Linked DNA regions of Mus musculus: region 1 is linked to region 2. A link is a contact called in public HiChIP or PLAC-seq data. All regions are on one chromosome and are shown on one strand. The core of a region is the stretch at or near the end of the contact, and the rest is flanking DNA. Distances in the headings are between cores, read along the strand shown. Region 1 overlaps Stard9 (START domain containing 9). Region 2 holds the start of Snap23 (synaptosomal-associated protein 23).

Region 1 (7,698 bases), core at 1,803-4,302, 150 kb before region 2:
AACATGGATTTGGAAGTCTACCTTTTCTTGTGTCCAGAAGCTGGACTATCACCCTTATCCCCAAATATTGACAGCCAATAAGGTAGGACTCGCCTAAGTGAAACTTGGTCTTCTATGGACCGTCACCTCTTTGCAGGGAACTAGTCAGACCAAGCCTGATGTAGAAAATCTAAGGGGCTTGGGCTTTTTTAAAATAAAACTTTTAACAAGGTTGTGATGGCTGTTCTCCCTGCTTTCATCCCCTTTCTGAAAGTGGGCTTTGTGCACTGCAGTAAGCGAGCTGCTTTGCTTCTTCATGATGTTTGCGTCTGTCACGCTGAGAGCCAGTCTTAGAGACACAGTCTGCTATGAACTAGCATCATCCACTATCCATGTACTCCCTGCTGTCTATGCTGACCCACATGGCAGGTGGCTGTGGTGGTATTTGTATTGTAGGCCCTGGGATGTCTGATTTACCTCAGAACTTCCTTCTGACCAAAAGCAGCCTTCTGGGTTATAGTTAGCAAGACCTCATTTCTATAAATGAGGTGATTTTTAAATTTTTTATTATACTCAGTGTGACTGCACTCAAGTGCTATAGCACACTTCTGGAAGTTGAAGAACAACTTGTTGGGAGTCAGTTCTTTCACCATGTGGATCCCAGGGCTCAAATTCAGGTCATTTGGGCTTAGCCCTAAGCTATTTTGACAGCCCCTGTAACCAGCTGATTTTAAGGGTTTTTGTTTTCCTTTTCAAGACATGGTTTCTCTTTGTAGCTCTGGCTGTCCTAGAACTCACTCTGTAGACCAGGATTGCCTTAGACTCATAGAGATCTGCCTGCCTCTACCTCCCAAGTTCTGGGGTTAAAGGCATGTGCCACCATGTGCCCAAAGATAGTATTTTGATAATGTGCTTTATCCCTGACAACTGTTGTTTGTTTTGGAGGTAAGACTCAGACTTTAGTGGAAGTATCAGAGGTGCTCAATGGTAACTCGAAGTCAACTGCAAAATCTTAGGGGAAAACTTTGCAGCTGGCAAAAAGGGTTTTGACCTAAGTTAAGCTTCTCTAAACTTACACCCCAGTGCTACTAACCCTCTGGTGTGTGCCTCTTCTTCCTTAACTCCTTTTCCAAGTCTAGGATAGGGCCTCACACATGTTAATGGCAAACTGCTGGTTTCTGTCAGTACTGGTTATCAAACCTAGGTAGGGCCTCACATGTGAGGCAAGTGCTCCAAGCACAGTGGATAGTCATGGTTTTTCTCTTTCTTTGCCTAGAAGTATCAGAAAGCTGAGTCCTGGTAAAGGTGAGCAGCAGGCCAAAAGCCTGAAGCTCAGAAAACTGTTCTGACTGAAGGACTCAGCCATGAAGCGAGCCTGTCTTAAGGTGCACTTAGAACAGCTTGCTCCAACAACTGATTGTAAAGGCAGGCAGGTAACTCAAGTAGAGAACTAGTTATTCTCCATTCTGTACCAAGTACTCTTTTTTTTTTTTTTTTTTTTTTTAATAATATTTGTATTGTAGGGACTGGAATGGCTGATTGATTTACCTCAGAACTTCTTTCTTACCAAAAGCAGCCTCTGGGTAATAGTGGTATTTGTATTGTGTGTTTTGCGGACCACTGGCCTCGAGGCACCTGGGACTTTCTACAGAGCTCTCCATGCCTGGACAGGAACAGACCCAGCCTCGGTGATACCTATACTCTCTAGGATCAGTGCAGGCCCACAAATATGGAAATGCATGGTGGTCAACCATCTTAATATATAATGGCATAGTGTTATAACTACATTTATCCTTTTATACACATTCTTGGGTTTTCCTTTTTTCCCCTTCTGTATCCTTTAATATGTTATCCAGAAATGATTTAATTAATGTAACTATATGTAAATAATTATGACAAGAAACTTTGCTTGAATATCTTTTGATCTATGGTTAAATGTACAGATGTGGAAGATGAAGCTCTAGAGAGTTGACTGTGTGCTTCAGATTGCTGACTCGGGTCTCAGGAGGGGCCGTTCACCCTGTGCTGTCAGATTCCTACAGTAGCTGAGCTCATACACTAGCCGATGAATGTAGAATCTCAACCCTGAACTGTAAACACTGCCATTATCACCTTCAATGGCACATTCTATTTGTTTACTGTTTTTCGAGACAGGTTTCTCCGTGTTGCCCTGGCTACCTAGGAACTCACTGTGTAGACCTGGTTGGCCTCAAACTTAGAAATCTGCCTGCCTCTGCCTCCTGAGTGCCGATTAAATGTGTGTGTGCCCCACCACTACCTGGCTTTTTTATTTTTTACGAGTAATATTTTGACTTTTTTTTTTTTTTTTTTTTTTTGGCTAATAGTCTCAGTAAAGCACTTAATGAAAAGAGGTAGAAACTGGGCATGGTAGCTCCTGGCCTTAGTGTAGGACTTGGAAAGCTACAGAGTGAGATCCTGACTCAAAAAACACACAAAAAGGAAGGGGGCAGGGAGGAAATTGGTAGGCATATGTGTAACACTGCATTATCAAATATTGCCAAAAACTACCATAAAGATAAATCCAAAGCAAATTTTAAAACATTCAATTTGCAATAGAAAAGAATAGAAAATCTAAAGAAATTTACTCTTTAACCAGTCTTAAATCCTAAAAGAACCTTCTTCCATCAAAGATTTGGAGTGACAGGAAAAAAGGGAATTTCTTATCCCTACCATTTCTGAATCAACATGGAAAATCTTCAGAGTGTTCAACCAGGCCAAGATCCAAAACAAAAACAAAAAACAAACAAACAAAACAACAACAACAAAACAAAAAACCACCCTTTTTCTATCATATTAAAACAGTTAAGTAACAAAAATAACTATTGAGCATCTTTCAAAGTACTGAGCTTAAGACATTAAGACAGGGTCTAATGTGTCAGGCTGGCCATCTGTGGATGATCTTCTGGTCTTCCTGCTTCTACTACCAGAGCTATGTGCCACAACACCCTACTAATATACAAAGAAGTAGGTACTGGGTGTGGGAGGTCTATAATCCCAGCATTTGGGAACCTGAGGTATGTTAGTACAAGGTCAAGGCCTGTGCTAAACTTAATCCTCTCTAAGACTTGAAATCCCTCTTACCTTGTTTGCAAGCAGCATGTGGCTGTCCCTACCTATTGGTCTTCAGGCCCCACACCCTGTCTGTTTCTTCAGTTGTCTCCCACTGTACTGCCTACACAGTGACACACAGAGTGGGGAGAGTAATGTGAAGAGAAAATGTTTGTAAATGTTCAATGAGAGAGAATTCGGAGTCAGAATCTGGTTGGTACAGATAGATGACTCTTTAAACTATATGCTTTGGTCCTTTCTGCCACTCCATCACACAATGGAGCTAAATTTTGGAGGCAGATCCAGAGCACCCTTGGCCAGTGCCTGCCTGCAAAGGAGGCACCTTGCCAAAGCACTGTAGTCTCCAGCTCTCCAGACCGTGCTTCTTCTAGTCTTTGAACACGTGGTGTGCCATTGAGTCCCAGAGGCAGGAAATGACGGTGAGAAATCCTGAGGGTGAGTTGATTTCATGCTTTGGACAGGAGCTTCAGGTTGTTCACTCTTCAGAGGTAACTAAGTACTGGTTTTACTGGCAACCCTGGGCTGGTGCCATCTGTATAGTTGGCTATACCATCTGTATAGCAGGCAGCCTGGACTCTTCTTGCCTCAGGGTCTAGAAGCAGCTGTAGAGTCTCAGTTGTCCTGGGCCTACATCTCAGCATTGCTGTCTCCGTGGCCCAATGCTAACTACGAAGGAAAGATGCCAGCTTGGCCACAACCAATGGCTGCTGTTTGATACAGGAGTTGAGAAGATGGGGAGGGAAGCCTGGTGCACCCAGCTCCACCTGAAAGCAGAAGGAAGAACTGAAGATACAAACAAGCCTGGAGCAGCCTGAGCATTTAGATCTGAGTACTAGCTTTCCCCTCCCGGTGATGAAGTTGGAGTTGGCCTGAGAATGGAGAGCCATACAAGAAGGTAAGTGAGGATTCTGGTCTGCTGCTGCTTTCAGCTTCAATAGTCCATCTATTTCCTAAGGACACTGTGGCTCGCCACAGGATATAAGTCGGTCAATCTCTGGTGCTGGGAGCTTCACAAAGACTCAACTTGCTTATTCCTCCCTCTCTGATTCCCCTTACTATTAGCCCACTCTGACCAAATGGCATGACAACTGTGGATTCTTGGATTCTATGCAACTGGAGAGAAATATCCCAAGGTGTGCCATGAGACGATGTAGTGCTGTGTCACCTGGACAAGGGAGATGACTCTGGTTATTTCTTTCCCCTCTATGATGACAGGCTGCAGGACCCAAGCACTGGGCAGGATCTCTCCTCGGACCATTTTTCTGCTAGGTCTTGGCATGGATGCATCATACACAGACTGAGCTGCCATGATTGATAGGCACCCCTAGGGACAGAGATACATGTGAGTCCTGCCTGTGTAATGACAAAACACGGACAGGTTTGAGTATAGTTAGGGTGATCAGAGGTAATACCTTCAGCACTCAAGCCACCCCACTAATTGCACCTCACAGCACTTTAGCCTAAGTTCATCCCATAACATTTTACCACCCCAACATGGGCACCTCTTTGGCTTCCACGCAGACACAGCAGAAATCTCGCAGTTGCTTCAGCTCACACAGTGTGGTATTGCACACCAAGTACACTAGAAAGACAGACAGATTGAATCCTAGTTCTTCAGTGTTAAGAAGCCCCTGCTTTACTCCATAACTGGATCCCTAGTGGTCTTGCTGAGAAGTCTAGAGTTCCCAACAGTGCTGCTTTGACCTTCTACCTCTTGACTCCCTGCCAGGCCTTTGGAAGCTTTCAAGCCCTTAGACTCACCCAGGCTGATGCTGTTGGTCACCCGCTGATGTAGCCTTGCTGTCTGGATGGGCTTGTGATACAGAGGCCACAAAGTGGGATCACTCACAGCTGCCCAGACTTGAGAGAGTGGCTGGGACACCACACTTGCACCCAAGAACCCATGTCGAGTGGAAGAGAATTCCTTGTAGTAAAGCTGTACCTCTTGCTCCTCACCCTGATAGCTTGGGGACACCAGAGGCAAGAAACAGTCAGAAAAGAATTTGCTAGCATGGGGTGTGCCAGGGAGCCGAGCAGAGAGGAGGGGAATAATGCAGAAGGACCAAAGCATGGCGGCAAAATAACTTACTTCCAGCCATCTGTCGCCTGGCGGATGAAGAGGTTGTGGAGATTATCCGAACAAGCAGCCATTACCTGGGGGCAGAGGGTAGACGCGAGGCCTCTAGGTTCATCAGTATGGCTAACATTTACTAAATGCCCACTTGTCAAAGAGTTCCTGAAGCCTCAGTGCCTTGGTGGCCCTAATCTGCCCAACTCCTTTTGTCTCCCTCCCCAACCAATGTAAGTCCAGCTATAGCAACAGGAGGAGGGAGGAATGAATAGATCCAGAGACTCACATCAGCCATTGATGTGCTGACAATGTGTTTGGCCAAGTCCTGGTAGGGGAAGGAGAAGCAGGCCCCTAAGCTGGATAGGCTGGAGGCAGAGCAGCAGCCACTGCCCATCGAGGCTCTGCGGCCTACAACAGAGATGAAGGTTCTGCAATGACCTGAACGCCAGGGTGGTGGGACAGTGATACAGGGCCAGTAAATCCTGCAGACATCATTCCCTGAGCTTTATACTCACTGTGGGCTAAGCTCTTCCAAGAAGACCCAGTCAGATAGAGGTAACTGTTCCTCACTGTGGACTGGTCCTGCCAGTCCCCTATCCAAGTGTCTTGGGAATCTGGCACTTGAGAGTCCCCCTGCAGAACAGAGGATACTCAGAGCAGGACCCAGAATGCTTTCCACTATTCCAAATTGCAATTCCACTTCAGGATGTTGGATACTATGATGGTTTGAATAAGTATGGCCCCCAGCGCCTTCAAGCCTTTAGGCTCATCCAGGGTGATACTGCTGGTCACCATGGAGTGACAGTATTTGAAAGAATTAGGAGGTGTGGCCCTGTTGCAGGAAGTATGCCACTGGGGATGGGCTTGATGCCAGGTCCAGTGTTACTCTTTTCAGATCAAACTATAGTTCCCAGTTACTTTTCCAGCACCATGTTGGCCTGCTGCCATGCTCTCTGCCATGATGATAATGGACTTAGCTCCTGAAACTGTAAGAAAACCCTCACAATTAAATGCTTGCTCTTGTAAGAGTTGCCTTGGTCATGGTGTCTCTCTTCATAGCAACAGAACGGTAACTAAAAGTCAAGAGGTTACAGCAATAGATAGCAGCTAGAAAACCTTCACTGCAGATCAGAGGCCACAGCAGTGAGGATAGCCAGTACCTGGGCATGGGGCCTGTTGGGTTTCAGACCTGGGACAAGGGGCTGAGGTACATATTTTACACACTAAAGCAGACCTGGCCTCCAGGTTCTCCCAGCATCCCTCACTTCTTACCTGGCATACCCTACCCTCTACTCTGAACTTTCAAGCCCAGGGGCTGGGCTGCCCTTCTCTCAGAAGTTCTTCCCTATATAGTCAGTCTAGACATTTTGGTCTCTCCCACCTACCCTTCTCTCTTCTTTCTCAGCAAGCGTGTGCCAAAGAGTAGTTTCCCAATAAACCTGCCTTTATATATACTCTAATCTGCCTAACCTAAAATTGGCTCATTTCTCCAGCAGAGAAATAACTTATACAGGCCCTCTAAAAAATGGGTAAACCCCAGGGTCAGTATGTGAGAAGACACCTGTACCATGGTGGCAGCAGGAAGGAGACCATCACTGGAGGGGTGTAGTGGCTACTCCTGGTTGTCAACTTGACTATATGTAGAATGAACTACAATCTAGAATTGGAGGCACTCCAGTGATCCTAATCTGGAGGCTGGGAGATACAAGTATCTGACCTGGACCTTGGCATGAGATCTTGAGGCATAGTGGCTATGAATCCCAGATTAAGGCAGGTAGATCTCTGAGTTCAAGGTCATCTGGGACAAAGCAAGTCCCAGATCCAGGCACACACCTTTAATCCGAGCCACACCTACATAAGGACATTGGAAGATGGAAGATTTGCTCTCTTTGCCTGTTTTCTTTGTGGAACTGAGCAACCGCTAGATCCTTAGACTTCCATTCAAAGCTGCTGCTGACCATTGTAAGGGAGTTGAACTACAACTGTAAGTAATCAACAGATTTCCTTACTATACAGAGACTGCCCGTAAGTTCTGTGACTCGAGAACCCTGACTGATACAAGGAGTTTAGTGTAGATAATAAAGTCAAAGTGAAGGGGAGATAAGGAAGAAGCAATGAGCTCTGAACAGCAGACTCTGGCCCTGGCTAGGTGCCATACTGAGCCAGAAGCCCTACTCTAGGACCAGAGCTCTGGGTCTCTGCTGTCCTTGGTTAGTACACTGTGTCAGCCACCTCCTTGGTAGGACAAAAACATGGGCCAGTGAGATGATTCACCAAGTAAAGGTGCCTGCCACCAAGCTAGAGAATCAGAGTCCCTGGTACAAAACTAATACTGGATGCTGTTTTCTTTTTTGGGGGTGGGGGGATGGGGTTCGAGACAGGGTTTCTCTGTGTAGCCCTGGCTGTCCTGGAACTCACTCCGTAGACCAGGCTGGCCTCGAATTCAGAAATCCACCTGCCTCTGCCTCCCGAGAGCTGGGATTAAAGGCGTGCGCCACCACGCCTGGCTGGATGCTGTTTTCCGACCTCCTAATGTGTGACACGGTATGTGCATACAT
Region 2 (7,433 bases), core at 4,415-6,914:
CCAGGCAAAATAACATAATTTAGATTCTCTCCAGAACTATATTTTACTAGTATATTATTCCATTTCTTTATGAGGTGGGGAGTGAGAGAGTTTCAAGTAGTCCAGGCTGGTCTCAAACTCCCTGCATAGGGCTGGTAGATGGTTCAGCAGATAAACAAGAGCTTACCATCCAACAATACAAGCCTGCTGATCCTAGGTCAATCCCCTAGGAACCATATGGTAGAAGGAGAGAACCAATCCACCAAAAAGTTGTCCTCAACCTCCAAGTCCATACCAAGACACACCCCTCCCTACAAATAAATATTTGTAATAAAAACACACTTCAAAATCCTATGTAGCAAAAGTTGGTGCTGAATTCGTGATCCCCTTGTCCCAACCTTCTAAGTGCTGGAGCCATTGGCACCGTCATCACACTGGAGCTACATTTCATTTCTACAGGAGGATTACAAGTTTAAGGCCAGCCTGGGCTATATAGGGAATTTTCAAGTCAACCTGAGCTACTTTTATATAAAAAAAAGATACAGGCACAGATACAGGCAAGCAGAGACACGGAGACAGACAGACAGACAGACAAAGAGAAAGAGAACTTTAGGCCAAGAAATAAACAATGTTCCAACTTTAACAATTCTTGAAGGCATTTAGATCAGATGGTTTATGTTAAGAACAGTTCCCACAGCCAGATGTGATGGTCCATACTAATACTTCTGAAGGATAAGACTGAAGGGTCACCACCTCACGGTCAGCCTAGGCTATACACACAACCCTGGCTCAAGAAATAGGTTTTCCCTTTATTTCCTTTCTAGTTTTCTTTTGTACCTTCTTCTAAGTGGATAACTTTAGCCATTCTTAAGTGAAGCCCCTGTCCCCAAAGTATGCAAATGATGAGACAAGTTTACCACAGGAATTACCATATTTATTATAAACATCTATGTTTCAAAATATAGGGAAACACATGACTCAGTGGAAAAAAAAAATCAAGCAAGTCAGAGGAAACCACTAGAAATCAGGAACCAAAAGACAAAACAATGCCAAGCGTGGTGGCGCACGCCTTTAATCCCAGCACTCAGGAGGCAGAGGCAGGTGGATTTCTGAGTTCAAGGCCAGCCTGGTCTACAAAAGTGAGTTCCAGGACAGCCAGGGCTACACAGAGAAACCCTGTCTTAAAAAACAAAACAAAACAACAAAAAAAGACAAAACAAAACCCCAAAATTACACTTCAGTTTTACAGATTTGAATATTTTAATTGTTTGGTGTCTTCAAGCCTCTTTCAGCTTTGGAATTTCCACAATTCTACCCTAAGCGACTTGGGTGTAATCCTGGGGAGATATAATCAATGACATTGACAGTGCACATGTGGAAGGTGAAAAAGCCACGAAGACATAGGCAGTTCCTCTGCCACTGGTCTAGGGAAGATGACAACCTGGCAGACTAAGGCAGATTAAGTATGTTAGATAACAAGTTTAGGTGAGGATAGATGACAACGCTTCACCTTACATGAAAAACTCCCTCCAACCCTCTCAGGTTAGTGGATTCAAAAACGCATCGTATTAGATGTGTTCAGGAATTTCCAAGAGAGCCTAAAAAGAGCAATAGGTATATACCTATGCATCAGTACTGAGGTTTCTAAAAAGAACAATTCCAAAGAACATTGAAGAAGGAGGTCCCTGGGGCCAGTGAGGCTGCTTAGTAGGTAAAGTGCTTGTCCACACACCTGATGACCTGAGTTCCATTCCAGGAATTCGTAAGGTGGAGAGAAAGAGAAGACTCTTACAAGCTGTCCCCTGACTGGGACATGTGTGTATACTTGCTGTGGTGGTTTGAATGAAAATGGCTCCAACTGACACATCTATTGAATACTTAATCCCCAGTAGATAGAATGGTTTGGGAAGGAAGGATTAGAGGGTGTGGCCTTGTTGGAGGAACTGTGTCACTGGGGACAGGCTTTGGGGTTTGAAATGCCCATGCTAGTCCCAGTTCTCTCAGCCTGGTGGTGGTGTCTCAAGATCGGAGCTCCCAGCTATTCTTAAGCTCGCTCTGCCTGCTGCCATGTTCCTTCACGTGATGGTGATGGACTTTAGCCCTCTGTGAAACTGTAAGCCAGAATAAGTGCTTTCTTCAGTAAGTTGCCTTAGTCAAAGTCTTTTGCCACAGCAATAGTAAAAATGAACTAAGACAGAAGCTGTCTTAGTTCTACTATTTAGACCATGATAGTTTCAAATCAGTCTGGGACCTCAAAATGGCTCAAGGGAAAAAGTGCCTGAAGCCAAGCCTGAATTTGAACCCTGGTATCCTCACGATAGAATGAAAGAAAGGACTCTTGCAAGCTCTCCTGACAGCCATATGTGTGCACACCCTCCCCCCCTACACACAAAAATGATAATTAAAATATAAAACAAACAACAACAAATACCCAGCAATACTCCTGCCTCTGGCTGCCAAATGTTAGGATAACAGGCAAAAGCTGACATGTTTTCAAATTTGGACCATTGCTTACTTAACTTTTATATGTTAGTTTCTTTTTCTTTTCTTTTCTTTTTTTTTTGCCTCTTTTTTAAATTAGATATTTTCTTTATTTACATTTCAAATGCTATCCGGAAAGTTCCCTATACCCTCTCCCCGCCCTGCTCCCCTATCCACCCACTCCCACTTCTTGGCCCTGGCATTGCCCTGTACTAGGGTATATAAAGTTTACAAGACCAAGGGGCCTCTCTTCCCACTGATGGCCAACTAGGCCGCCATCTGCTACATATGCAGCTAGAGACACAAGCTCTGGGGATACTGGTTAGTTCATATTGTTGTTCCACCTATAGGGTTGCAGACCCCTCCAGCTCCTTGGGTGCTTTCTCTAGCTCCTCCATTGGGGGCCCTGTGTTCCATCCTATAGATGACTGTGAGCATCCACTTCTGTATTTGCCAGGCACTGGCATAGCCTCACACGAGACAGCTATATCAGAGTCCTTTCAGCAAAACCTTGCTAGCGTATGCAATAGTGTCTGGGTTTGGTGGCTGATTATGGGATGGATCCCTATATTTTAGTTTCTTAATTGAATAAGAGTAATCATGCTTAAATCCAGTAAATATTACATGGTTCATTCATGCAAAATATAACAGCACCTATCCCTAGGAGAGCAGCTCTCAGAGGAAAGCGTAAGTAGCATGCAGGAGGGAACCTAGGTTTAATCTTCAAGTACCAAATGCCAAAACAAAACAGTGCCTAGAACAGTGTTCAATATGGTTTATATGTATGTGTATGTATGTATGTATGTATGTATGTGTGTGTGTGTGTGTGTGTGTATATATATATATATATATATATATATATATATATATTCATTTTGTCCTGGTCTAAACAGTACCAGCTTCTATCTTTTTTTGTTTGTTTTTTTTTTTTTTTTCGAGACAGGGTTTCTCTGTGTAGTCCTGGCTGTCCTGGAACTCACCCTGTAGACCAGGCTGGCCTCGAACTCAGAAATCTGCCAGCCTCTGCCTCCCGAGTGCTGGGATTAAAGGCGTGCGTTACCACCGCCCGGCACCAGCTTCTATCTTAGTTCATTTTTACTATTCCTGGAACAAAGGACCATGAACATGGCAACTTACACAAGAAACCATTTATCCGACCATCATGGCCAAGGAGCACAGAAGCAAGCAGAGGGAGCTTGAGCAATAGCTGAGAGCTCAGATCTCTCAACCACCAGGTTGAGAGAACTAACTGGGAGACATATATTTAATATAGGTCTATTGTTTAATTGTTGTTTTGAGATGAGGTTTCATGAGGTTGCTGAGGCTGGCTTATATAACCCCGTCTCAGAAGTATTAAATATGTGATTATGGAGCACTGTCCTCAGAGCATAAATAAGCATTACCATCTTAATCAGAACAACTGGAATTACTCACAAAAGACTCTCAGGATTGGGGCCTGTTGACAGAGGACAGGGTGTCACTAGATACTCACCTGGGACTCCAGCTACCCACTCCCAATTCTGGCCCAGTCTCACTTGGTTTTATGGTTGCTACAATGTAGAAAGGAGACCCCACCCCCAACAAGAAGCCACCTAAAAAGCAAAATGAAACAAGAAGTCCTGCTAAGAATGATAATTATTTAAGGTACAGGCAAAGTTTAATCATTTAACTTACTTTAATATGGCCTGTCCCAGAAGCATGGTAAGAAAGTGTTTCCAATTTGCTATTATCTACTTGAATGTATTCTTTCGCATAACCTCTCACCAAAAGAACAAATAACAAGTGCTCAGGGAATTCCTTGGGCATCAACTTTGCCAGTAACAGAAATACTAACTTTTCTTACTTTGTCATGAAACAGCTTTCACAAATTTGAACTTCAAAGGACTTAAGCTTTGTGTGTGTGTGTGTGTGTGTGTGTGTGTGTGTGTGTGTGTGTGTGTGTGTGTGCATGCCTTTAATTTCAGCACTTGAGAGACTGAGGCAAGCAGATCTCTGAATTCCAGGCCAGCCTGAGCTACATAGTGAGATCATGTCTTTTAAAAAAAAAATGCTTTAACAAGTAATGCCTCATTGGACCAAACTGACCTCGAACTCACAGATATCCATCTGCCTCTGTCTCCTAAGTACTGGGACTAAAGGTGTGCACCACTACTGCCCAGGGCCTCACAGAATTTATGCATAGTATTTTCCAAGAAAAAGAAGAACGTGAGAAGGATCTATTTTACCTTGCTATGACTGAACTACTAGCATTTTACCAGGATATCTCAAAACCCTCTTAAAAGGCAGCAGGGCAAATGAAGTTATTTCGATCCTTAAAAAATATCTTCAAGTAAGAAACTATACTATTTTCACAAGTAAGATACTTATTTTCTTCAAGTAAGAAACTATACTATTTTCTGAGAACACTTGTCAAAAGCTGCCAGTTTCTAAACTCTTCTGCAATCCCATCCGTGCCCCCAGCCCAAACCTACCCAAATGACAAACAGCAAAAAGGAAAGATCTTTTTCCTCAACTCGGTTGTTTTTCGCTTCCTCTACCGCCAGTTTGCTTTTCCAAATAGTGCAGTGACTAATGATTAAGGACGAAGGAAAGAAGTGTAACAGTACTTTAAAATACTTTCCTCACACACAAACCGAATTGAGGAAAAAAAAAATCATCTTTTGACTGACCATATTCTTGGCGCTTTCCCACGGGGAAGCCTCAAGATAAGCAGGGAATTTCCTAGACAGTGGAGCCTGCAACGCCAGGACCCTCGGGGTCATTCTTCTAACAACCATTTCAGAACTATGTGTTCATTAGGGCCACCAGCCAGACAGTCTGTTAATACTAACGAGAAACATCGTGAGGCTGAAGGTGAGGGACGAGGAGCCGAACCACCCAAGTCCAGGGCACCACCATAGCGCCTCCCTTCCTGCGAGGGCTCGCGCTGGTCGCCAACGCCTGGCGATCTCCTTCTCGGCCCAATCCACCAAGGACTGGCCGGAGCTCTCTTCTCCCCTCAAGTCCGACCCCCAAAACGTTGGACCACCACCACCACCACCCTTTTTCTCCTTGGGATATCATCCTACCTGTCCCGCTGACTAGTTCCCTCAGCTACTTTCCAGAAGCCTCACCCGGCGGCTCCGGCCACTCCTCTCCAGCCTCCACAGTTCTCGGACTCTAGAAGATCGGACAGGGTGCGCGCTCCCTCGCGCGCATGCGCCCGGAGGACTTGTGCGCCTGCGCAGTCGCAGGGCGCCGCGGGGCAGACACACCTCTACCACTGGAGCCAATCGCCGCGGAGAGGGTGTTAAATCTCCTGCCACGCAGGCGGAGATCCTGGGAAGTCACCCGTTAACCCTACAGATTCTCCCCGGGAGGAGTTCTTCCAACTATCATCCCTGAAGGCAGCCTTGCACGGGACGCTTTAGTGTTTGAAAGACTAGGAAAAACTCGCGACTGCCAAAGTCTACAGGGTGTTTTGGCCCGTTTAAACCAGGGAAATAGATGCGTAAATACCTTTCAGTTAACAGAATACGGTCACAGGAATTCCGAAGCAGCTTTGGCCAACAATGAACAAAACATTTATTTTGAGGAATGTCTGAAGGATTGACACAGGAAGTTACTCTTAAAGTCACGAAGGATATGATAAGTAGGAGTACTTCGGAAGTCTACGAGATAAAGAGTTTTCCAGGCAGTGGGAACAACAACAACAACGCAGCGCCTTCTGGAAGTTTCTTGTTAGAAGTTTAAGAGTTCGCTTTCTGAGACAAAAGAAAATGTGAAGACGTGGTAGCTCACATTGTGTAATCCTCAGGCTATCAGAAACTGAGGCTGGAGGATCACTTGACCTCTGGAATGTAAAGCCAAACTGATAACTTAGTGAGATCCTATTTCAGAGTACAGTCTATCACTGGGTTGGGGGGGAGAATGGAAGAGCCCTTTTAGCCCCGAGACCACCGCCATCAGGGCTGAGGATCAAGCTAGATCTTTAAAGGTCTTGTAAAATTTGGAATAATAAACCTAGGATTCGTTTTATACCCATTGAGTTACTGAAGGATTTTAAACAACTTGCCCCAAAAATTCTTCCAAGCATCTCTAAGAGTAAAGCAAAACAAATAAATAATATATAAATAAAAATATATATAAATAAATAAAAAGCTGGCAATATAGGGAATAAAAACTATTTCATAGAAATAGCCTCTTCTTAAGAGATAGAAGAAGTCTGAGAAATATCATTTGAATTTAATACCAAGGGATTGGTGATAGTTGACAGACATTGCAATAGTTTGGAGAAGAGAGAGACATGGGGACATTATAAAATGCTTTTGGAAACTTTGGCTTTTGTCAGAGGAAAAGGAAGAATAATGTATCTTATTCGTTTTTATTTTGTTAGGATGAAGACAGGAGGAAAAAAAAAAACCCAGATGAGAGAAACAGTTGAATTAAAAAAAAAATCAAGGGTGAGGTTGAGTAAAGATCGTGATTGGGTTAGAGCTTCAGTAGTCAAACCTCAGATGAGAGTTGGTGGTGTACACCGACAATCCTGGCACCAAAGGGGATCTTTGTGAGTTTGAAGCCAGCCCAGTTTACAAAGTAATTCTTTGTCTCAAAAGTAAATAAATAAAATTATGGGCTGGAAAGGTAGCTGTTCTTCCACAGGACATAAACTCAGTTTCCAACACCCACCTGGTAGGTAGCTCACGACTATCTGTAATTCCAGTTCCAGGGGATCCAAACCTTCCTCTGGCTTCCACAGGCACATATACAAGGATGGTACACAGACAATCATGCAGGCTAAATACCCATACAAATAAAATATAATAAAAAAAATCAATACTGATAGGAGGTTTAGATAGTGGTTAAAACCCATAATCTCAGCATCAGGAGGTGGAGAGGCAGATTAGAAATACAAAATCATCACCGACTATGACAATATAGTGATGTTGAGGTTAACATTAGCAACCAGAGACCCTGCCTCAAACAATAAAGCC

The links. HiChIP or PLAC-seq counts read pairs in DNA pulled down with a chosen protein or histone mark.
Region 1: a contact with region 2 is called in an H3K4me3 HiChIP or PLAC-seq map of the SCID.adh cell line, with 11 read pairs. The contact joins the enhancer-like site here to the promoter of Snap23 in region 2. A contact is called at or near these places in 12 of 39 promoter capture datasets (the 3T3-L1 cell line, the C10 cell line, the HPC-7 cell line and 8 more), 2 of 484 Hi-C or Micro-C datasets (muscle stem cells and nephron progenitors), 5 of 115 datasets of contacts at active chromatin or transcription factors (the SCID.adh cell line, bone marrow-derived macrophages, embryonic stem cells and 2 more) and 3 of 9 other capture datasets (adipose tissue, liver and pancreatic islet).

Annotation. Positions count from the first base shown.
Region 1 is chr2:120,710,700-120,718,397 of GRCm38.p6, reverse strand. Stard9 (START domain containing 9) reads right to left here. Exons shown (of 33, transcript NM_001370940.1): 27 at 5,656-5,773; 28 at 5,427-5,548; 29 at 5,159-5,223; 30 at 4,831-5,033; 31 at 4,572-4,651; 32 at 4,235-4,393; 33 at 2,517-3,833. The coding sequence ends at 3,732. Cdan1 (congenital dyserythropoietic anemia, type I (human)) reads left to right here. Exons shown (of 28, transcript NM_026891.2): 28 at 1-2,244. Among named protein-coding and RNA genes, the nearest start is that of Cdan1, 17 kb to the left of the region's middle. Within about 2 kb of position 3,052, at least 4 of the 459 cell types and tissues checked have an H3K27ac peak or open chromatin away from gene starts, as enhancers often do. A contact at or near this core is called in the SCID.adh cell line, where this site is marked.
Region 2 is chr2:120,565,902-120,573,334 of GRCm38.p6, reverse strand. Snap23 (synaptosomal-associated protein 23) reads right to left here and starts at 5,664. Exons shown (of 8, transcript NM_009222.3): 1 at 5,529-5,664.